Regions from separate parts of the Neogale vison genome. Here region 2 is linked to region 1. Evidence: chromatin contacts called from public Hi-C data. All regions are on one chromosome and are shown on one strand. Each heading gives the region's core, a stretch centred on a gene start, on an enhancer-like site or on the middle of the called end of the contact. The rest is flanking DNA. Distances are from core to core; before and after follow the strand shown.

What was found. A called contact is a pair of places that touch in the nucleus more often than the background predicts.
Region 2: a Hi-C map of fibroblasts shows a contact between it and region 1, with 9 times the contacts expected there. The contact joins the promoter of CREB3L2 here to the enhancer-like site in region 1. A contact is called at or near these places in 2 of 3 Hi-C or Micro-C datasets (fibroblasts and muscle).

What each region holds. Positions count from the first base shown.
Region 1 is chr4:215,625,044-215,629,412 of ASM_NN_V1, reverse strand. It overlaps DGKI (diacylglycerol kinase iota), which reads left to right. Exons shown (of 34, transcript XM_044246660.1): 4 at 2,315-2,389; 5 at 3,656-3,712. Among named protein-coding and RNA genes, the nearest start is that of DGKI, 190 kb to the left of the region's middle. Within about 2 kb of position 2,347, the one cell type or tissue checked has open chromatin away from gene starts, as enhancers often do. A contact at or near this core is called in fibroblasts, where this site is marked.
Region 2 is chr4:215,948,373-215,952,741 of ASM_NN_V1, reverse strand. CREB3L2 (cyclic AMP-responsive element-binding protein 3-like protein 2) reads left to right here and starts at 2,319. Exons shown (of 12, transcript XM_044246663.1): 1 at 2,319-2,383.

The DNA of each region.
Region 1 (4,369 bases), core at 1,098-3,597:
AATATTATTTAAATAAAGTTGGTTTTATAACCTAAAGCACTCTGCTTCATACTTTATCATCTGGAGAACACTGAGCTTGAATTATTCCCCGTGAATGATGTTGGTCTATTTTACATGCTGTCTGGGAAAGCTGAGCGATAACATGTCCTAACACTGTGGTTCTCCAGCTCTTACCAGGAGCCCAGCTCCCTTGTTCAAAAGAGATTCTGACTTAGAATCCTGGGATTCAAAATATGGCAAGGAAGAGGCATTCCGGGTCCCTGCTCCTACGTAGTGCTCTTCCTACAACCATCCGTTTGGTCTGAGATGCCTCACAGGGTCCTCACAGGGTCCCTGGAGCTCTGCAGGTGCAAAGCCAGACTGGAGCAGGGAATTACTCATAAGGAAGGAGGTTAAAAATCCTACTTGCCTACTGTGAGCGCAGTTGCTTCGTCTGCTGCGGAATCCACCAAGGCTTTTGTGGATTAGGAGTAGACTGGAACCCACTGCAGTTTCCTTAGCATCACTGCAACTCTGAGTGGCCAGTGACTCAAATGCCCCATGCATTTTCAGCAGGTGGTGCTACCTCCTCAATCTCTACCAGAACATCCAAAGGAAACGGGAGAGCAACCTGAATTTGCTTATGGGCATTGTGCTCGCGAAAATTTGCAAACTAGAATCCTTTTCCCTTGCCCTGAGAGCTGCCGCTGCTACTACTGCTCCTCCTTGTTCCTCCCCTCCTCTCACCCCCTCTTCCTCCCCCCTGTCTTTTCAGTAGTAGAGCTGAGACATTTTCCAGTAGTGTGGCTAGACACTTGGGTTTCTGTTTTTCTTTGTTCTTTGCAAAATCAATTGATTGTCAAACTTTTGCAATGTTCCAGACCATGTTCTTTCCTCGGGCAGAGGAGAGCTGTCTGCGAGGCGGTAACTAAACCTCAGTCAGCGGGTGTCTAGACTGCAAGCGGAGTTGCTGTAGGGTTCTGGGTGCCTCGTGGGAGGCAGAGAAGAATGTGCATAACCCATGTTGAATGCATGGAACCGTCTGGGAGGGAGCAGGCTGTGTCTGCCGAGTTCCTAACATGGCCGCTTCCAAGGGGAGGGCTTGTAGTCCTTCTAAACTTACTCGGGAGTAGCAATGCCTCAATTCTTGGCTCAAAAATTATATCTCCACAGGGGAAGCCACACATCAGAAGAGGGCAGTTTGCCAGCAATCTCTCCCAGCACCTTTCCTAAGAATAAGGACTCGAGGCTTTTCACACTTGGATGCTTTGAGTCCCCGTTTCACAGATTAGCTTTGTTATATTAAGCCGCTTTCCGTGCTCAAACCCCAGTTACTCATGCGGACCTGCCTTCTAGCCTGGGCTTTGTGGGGAGGCCCCGGTGTTTTTGCGTGGATTTTACGTGGCCCTGGCATGGTCAAAATTGCACCTGTTCCTTTCCTACCCTACTGCTTTTTTTTTTTTTTTTAATTGTTTGAAGAAGTATGCACCTCAAAAAGTATTTTATTGTGCATCGAAACTGGTACTGACCGTCCAAGAGGCCAAATTGGGTCATGCAGACAAGCATGAGCTCCGACCTGGGCTCCCCTGCTCTGCTGGGTCCTCATTATGAGACCTCACACCCCTTGCATTCTGGGCCACAGCTTTCTTATCTGTGAAATGGGAATAAAAGTACTACCGATGTCGTAGCGCTGTCGAAGGTTAAATGAGTTCCTGTTTGTGAAGTGCTTCTGAGTGCCTGACTCCCAGCGAGTCCTGCATTCATGTTAGTGGCTCCTGCTGCTATTTTTTACTGTTTATTGTTATTACCAGGTGGAGGAGTTAGGCTCGTCTTACTACTTTGCTGATGACTTGGGGGAAGACCCAAGTAGCTTTGTAGAGATTCATGCCTGGGATAGAAGCCTAAAGCGATTGGTCCCTTGGGATGTTGGCTCTTGAGCTTAGACCTAATTCTGTATGTTGGTTCTGCTGCTTAACTACTGCGTAAAAATGCAAAAAGATGAAAACAAGCCAAGAAACCCATAAAAATGGAGGCTACTAGTGCCTACGTTATTAGGTTATAAAACTTTAGAAAGATAGAATAAGGAGCCTGGTTCATATTATATGCTCAATATATAGCAGCTATTATAAATATTACATTTTGGAGAAAAGTCTAGCCACCCTAGGTCATCCAGATACAGAGGCAGGGGGTGGGTCAGAAGACTCAAGTTCGCCATATTTTCATGTTCAGCATTTGCTTATGTTTGCTTTCATTATGTATACTCTCTTTAATGCCAGGGAACTTTCCAGAGCAGACTGTTAACATTTCCTCTTGTATTTTGAATTGAATGTTGTAGAAATCGGCCCTGAGGAGGAAGTGTGCGGTCTGTAAGATCGTCGTCCACACTGCCTGCATTGAACAGCTAGAAAAGGTGAGACAGCGCCACCTGCTGCAGTGGTGGCTACATTGCAGGTGTTTGGCCTCCTAAGACCAGCTGTCACTTCTTATTCTCAACTTTTTTCAAAACTGCGCCCTTTTCAAACACTGGAAGACCAGCCTTGTTACCAGGCTAGAGAGAAAAGCCTGGTACACAAGAGTTATATTATTATTTTTTTTATAATGACAAACATTGTTATTCACCCATAGAATTTCCCACAAGATTTTTTTTTCTTTCCTTAAGAAAAATAAGTTCTTTGAAATCATTGTTTAGATTCGCCTGACATTTGTGAGTTTCCTCTTCCTAAAGTGGAGGCAAAGAAGAGAGTCAGACCAGAAGGCAGCTCTCCTTCCTTCCTTGGGGCGGTGTTCCACTGGGTGGGCTGGGGGTGACATCCCCGTGCTGTCTCGCCTCCCGAAGAAGTAGATTCTGCAGAGTCCGTTGATCAGTCATTTGTGGGAAAGGGGAGGCTCCAGGCGTGAATGTGTTGTCTGCCGTCTTCTCCTTCTTGCCTCTCATCTCTTTCTACACGTCAGTCTCCCTGTTACCTATGTTTTTGAGCTGCTGCATGTTGAAATAGTTTCATCCCCTGCAACATTCATTGTTTTAATGACCATGTTACCGATTGTTGCCAACTGCTGTTTTGTAGGGATGGCTACTAACATTTATATGTATATGTGTATACACACACACACACACACACACACACACACACTTTTTTTTTTCTTTTTGCTGTTCCAACCCCATTTACTATGTCCTCCTTCATTTCTATATTCCTTTCACCTTCTCAAGTAACTAAAGAAGGTGGACATGTTACCGGGAGACCTGCCTGTGTGTAAAAGAAAGGCAGTACTGAAGACTTAAAGAAAATTTCTGTGTGTGAATTATCATCATCACAATTCCTCAAGTTGATGTTTTCCTGCTTTTAAAATCTGAAACAAAGCTCCGTAATTTCATCTGCCTTACATATTTTCTCTTCCTCTCTATCTCCTTTTCTCAAATTTACAGTGTAAGGGGGTTATTATTTAGAGATAAGTTGATTTCATCAATGAGAATGAAGAGACATGCATTGGAGATACAGAATCACCTGGGCTCTCTATGATTATCTAGGGTGATGATTTTAAGAGTTATACTGTGTTCCTTGTTCTTTGGGGGTTTTGTTTTGTAGTCTCCATATGTGTCACTATTGCTTTGTTCAGGTAAGTCAGTATAGTCTGGTGCTTATCCCTAATGTAATACACTTTTCTTTTTAAATGACAGATTAATTTCAGATGTAAACCGACATTTCGAGAAGGGGGCTCAAGATCACCGAGAGAAGTGAGTGTTTCAGAGCTTGACTTCAGATACCACCTTTATTTCTCATTGATGCACTGGTCTAACAGGCGTTCACCAGGGATTTAAAAACTAAAGTCTAGCTCCCTCCATTCCACATTGGTTTCTTGTTAATACATCAATAAATGCCCTGAGTAAAATCTCGCGTTCTCTTTAGCATGTGTGTACTGTCCTTTACTGTTCTCGTGAAATGCACTGGGAGCTAAGATCTTAATGAACAGGTACAGAGGTACAGAGGTGGTGGTAGAATTGAAGAGGTAAGAAGTAAATACCAATTTTATCATCTTATGGCCCGTTTTAACTCTATTTTCCAATTTTGAGTGGGTAGAAGCTATTGAGGGGATAGCGTAGATACTGAGCTTTCCCATGAACTCTGAAACCAGGTTGGCTTCCATACTCGTCTAGATGCCATCTGATTTGAGGCTCCTTACCCCGTCTTTCTGAATTGCACTTTTGATCTGCTAAGTCGTAGGGAGGAAGATAGGTGGAAGAACTACATTCGGTGCTCAGTCCTTGGCCTCACGGCCCAGTCGTGAAGACAAACAGGGAAACAGGAAGTCACAGTGAGGAGCAGTTGTTCTGTTAGTGGGAAGCAGTGGGAGGACAGGAGGAGACCTGCACTCAGTCAGACTCGCTCGTTGG
Region 2 (4,369 bases), core at 1,070-3,569, 320 kb before region 1:
GTGAGGAGCCAGAATCTTTCTTGAAAGCCCATTACTTTTGCCATATTCTATGTGTTTGAAGGAAGTCGAGCCCACACTGAAGGTCAGGGAGTTACACGAGGGTATAAACACCAAGAAGCAGAGTATCTGGAGCTATCTTTGAAGCTGCCTACCACATGGGTCTTAACTAGGGGCTGATTTTGTCAAAAGCAGAAATGTTTGATAAAGGTTTGTATTCTAACATTAAGGAGAATGTACATGTTTCTCACTTACTTATGTTGAGAGTTATGCTAAAAGGATGTGGTGAAGGGGGCAGCAGATCAAAAAATGAAAACCAAGGACCAAGAGAAGAGTGAGAAACCTAATTACACAAAGATGGTACATGCCCATAAACTGGAATTTCTACTCAAGTTTTAAAGTATTCTCAAAAGTCCCAGGAGATAGGACCAGACAAATGGAATAGTTCACATGATAATCCACTGTTTAAAGACCACAGAGTTCCAAGACCTTTGACTGACCCCACTCACCGGGAAAAACTTGCAAAGGAGAGGAAGTAATACTTAATATCTGAATGTGCCATTGTAAGAAACTTGAGACAACTGGTAGACTCCTTTATATTTAAAATAAGCAAACTAATAAAAAATGCTAAAAATAAAATGAGCAAATTATATTTCCAACAACTTTGATTCCCTTAAGGGAGGAGTCCAGAAAGAAAGAAAAATCACAGTGTTGGGGGAAGACTGTTAGAATAGGCTCTCTCTTCCCTAATCTAGGCAGCCTGGTGATCGGGTCCCTGCCCATCTCTCAGGCCTCCTCTCCCAACACTCACTACACCTGGCGAGTCTTGCTGCAGCCATATGGGGCCTCCCTGTCTGTCAGCAAAACACCAGCTCCTCCCCAAATCTCATTTCATCCAGGTCCCTGCTCAAATGTCACTTTCCAAGGAGCTTCCCTGAGTGCTATCTAAAATAGCACAGAACTGCCTGCATACCCTCACCTTGCTTTTCTTTCTTTTTTATTTTATTTTATTTATTTATTTGACAGAAATCACAAGTAGATGGAGAGGCAGGCAGAGAGAGAGAGGGGGAAGCAGGCTCCCTGCTGAGCAGAGAGCCCGATGCGGGACTCGATCCCAGGACCCTGAGATCATGACCTAAGCCGAAGGCAGCGGCTTAACCCACTGAGCCACCCAGGCGCCCGCTTTTATTTTCTTTATACCAGTTACCCCTTTCTGAAAGTACAGCATGCCACTCACTATTCATTGACTTTGGATTTCAGCTCTGGTCATGATCTTGGGATCATGGGATGGAGCCCCTAGTGGGGATCTGGGCTCAGCATGGGTCCGGTTGTCCTTCTCCCTCTGCTCTTCCCCCATGTGTGCTCTCTCTCTCTTTCTCAAATAAATAAATAAAATCTTAAAAAAATTTTTTTTTAAACATTATGCCCTTTTTCCTTTGTTTATTGCCTGACTCCTCCACGGACATCTAAGTTCTGTGAATTCAAGGTCTTATTTATTTATTTATTTATTTAAGAGAGAGAAGGAGGGGAAGGGGCAGTCGGAGAAGCACACACCCCACTGAGCAAGGAGCCCAATGCAGGGCACTATCCCAGGGTGCAGGACTGGGTCCCAGGACCCCGGCACCGAAGCCAAAGGCAGACGCTGAACTTACTGAGCCACCTGGTGTCCCCGAATTCAAAGTCATAATTCACAGCTCTTGAGGACCTGATGAAGCAAGCCATTGACTTTTATCAATAATGTCTGTAGAGTGAACTGAAAGAAGAAAAAATGAAGCCCATAAAAAAACGTGTCAGGAGAAGAGCATAAGAAAACTAGGGAGAAAAACGTGAGGAACAGACAATGACTATTTGCTAGAAATGTGCTAATACAAATTCACGCACAATGCGGAATATTTATATTTGTGAATACGTAACTAATTTTTTAAAAATGTCAAAACTCAAAGGAGCTAACATACATTAAGAAAATCTTTAAGACCCTATATAAGCATATATAATATTTAAGACAGTATATAAATCTGCCCACACAGCGGCTCTCTTCCCCTCCACAAGCGCGCGAGAACTTTTATGGATTCTAACCGAGGGCACGGAGTTCACCCGCCCTCCTTTATGAAATGTATTCTTGTCGCTATTTGGTTGGCTGTTCCTCCCAGGCGCCCCTTTATCACTGGCCAAGCTCTCAGTCCATCACTCCCAGACTCCAGCACTCCATTGGTCCGCTGCCTCAGAGAGCGGTGGCTGGTCGCGCTCAGGCAGAAGGTGTTCCCCGGTGACGTCAAAGGCTCTCCCCGCCCACATTCCAAAGCCTGGGCAGAGACTTCCCTCTGCCCAGCCTTTCGGAGCGGGACGGGGAGGAAAGCCAGACTTCTGATTGGATAGGGCGGGCGAGGTGAGTATCCGATTGGTCGCTTCCCTAGAAGGAGGTGGAGTCATAGCTGGGTCCTGGAGCCGAACTGAGGAGCCCTGGGGAGCCTCAAAGTTTGTGTCTGGAGGAGTAGCGGAGAGTAGGCTTATTGCGAAGGGATTTTCTTGGCATGAGAGCTGCTCTCCTGCCTTCCTTTTGGATGCGCGCCGTGCTTTAACCCCCGCAGCCTTCAGCCGGATCCCTGGACGGCCTGTCTCCCCCGGCACTTCTCAGACTTCCGAGGACCCCGGACAGGAGCCCTGAGCACTCCTCCGTCGGGCAGAGCAGAGAACGTTTTTTCCTAAGTGCATAAGCTTCACGCACACGCGCACACACGCACACACGCCCCGCGGAGCCGGACCTTACCCTCCGAGGCGGCTCTGCCCGCTCCCCTGCTGCCCTCAGCATCCTCGGCCCAGCGTCCTTCGGACCAGCATGGAGGTGCTGGAGAGCGGGGAGCAGAGCGTCCTGCAGTGGGACCGCAAGCTGAGCGAGCTGTCAGAGCCCGGGGAAACCGAGGCTCTAATGTACCCTACGGTGAGGACTCGCGGGGCGGGGGCCGGGCAGCTGGCGAGGGGGAAGCACTGTCAATAAGGGAACTGCTGGGGACAGGGACGTGGGAAGTCTTTGGGAAGAGGCAGCGATGCCCAGAGGAGATCTAGGGAGAGGTGTGGTTTTTCGATCCGAAGAGATAACTGCGGGCCCCTGGCCCTTTTCAAGTTTCGGTAACAGTAGTGACAGTTCGTATTCCTTTGGCAATTTATAGTCTTTTCCCGAGTCTTTTTCACATCGCAGTGTCATTTGCTCTTGCTGTCAGTACTGTAAAGCCGAAGGGGGTCGTGGTGGAGGATAATGCGCCACTGTCGAGCTTGCTACTGACTTGGTGGGAAGGTTTTTAAAAAGCTAAACCAAGTGGCATTTTCTTTCTTTCGCTGTCAGACTCTTTCTCTCTCTTTACTTTTTGTTTATATTTCAGGAAGTACACGTGTGTGTGCGTATATGTGTGTTTGGGAAAGCCCGTTTGATACGAGGAGAGAGACTGCTTTATTTGGGCTCTTTAACTGTACAGCCAAGCAGTCTGCTTCCTCTCTCTTCAGGGGAAAGATCAGCAAGTATGGAAAATCTGAGGCAGCTGCATATTGCAGAAAAGCTTTGGAGAAGGTGGGACGGCTCACCGGTTCTTTGTTCAGTCTTATGCCTCAGGGACCCCTTTGGGGATTGAAGTGTCACAGGAATTCTGCCCATTTGTTTTAAAAGTTTCAATTTCAAATCATTGGTATTACATTCGCGAAATGAAATTGTTTCCAACAGCCGGCAATGTTAATATGATTTTATGTGAGATCTGTTTGGTTTTTGTTTCTTAGAAATGCCGAAGTTTGTAATGAGGAGAGAGAGAGTGAGAGGCTAGAGAGAGAGATCACTAATGAGAAAACGAGAAGCTTGGCTGTTTCCCCTTCATGATTTTTCTAAGGGGGTCAGTGCCAGGATATTTGAAACTTTTGCAAAATGGCCTGTAGGCTCCACCTCCCTCCTTGGCCTTTGCCTCTGGTTGACGTTATTTTGGGAAAAGGGATGAGGGCCTCCCTGTGATTCCCACCAAGGCACTTGGGATGGCTGAGAATGGCTTGTGCAGGGTGGAGAGGGAGTGGTAGTTCATGCTGGGGCGAAAGCCAGATGTGTACTGTAATCTGGGCTTTGCTCACTGAGGCTTTCCCTGAGGAGACCACATGGGCTTCATTTGCATTGAGGGCCCAGATGTGCTTCCTGTAGTTAGCACAGAGCTTAGAGCACCTTGGTCTTCAAATGTCTTCTGGTGATTGGGTGCTCCAGGTGTTTCTACTGACACGGGATTTGTGTTGGGGGGTGGGCGGCTCTTCTCTTTTGTACTTAAACATACTGTGAAAATGTCTCATCCAGCAGCTGTCATGCCATAGCTTTGGGCCTGTCTTTCAGCTGGTGGCATGAATTAGG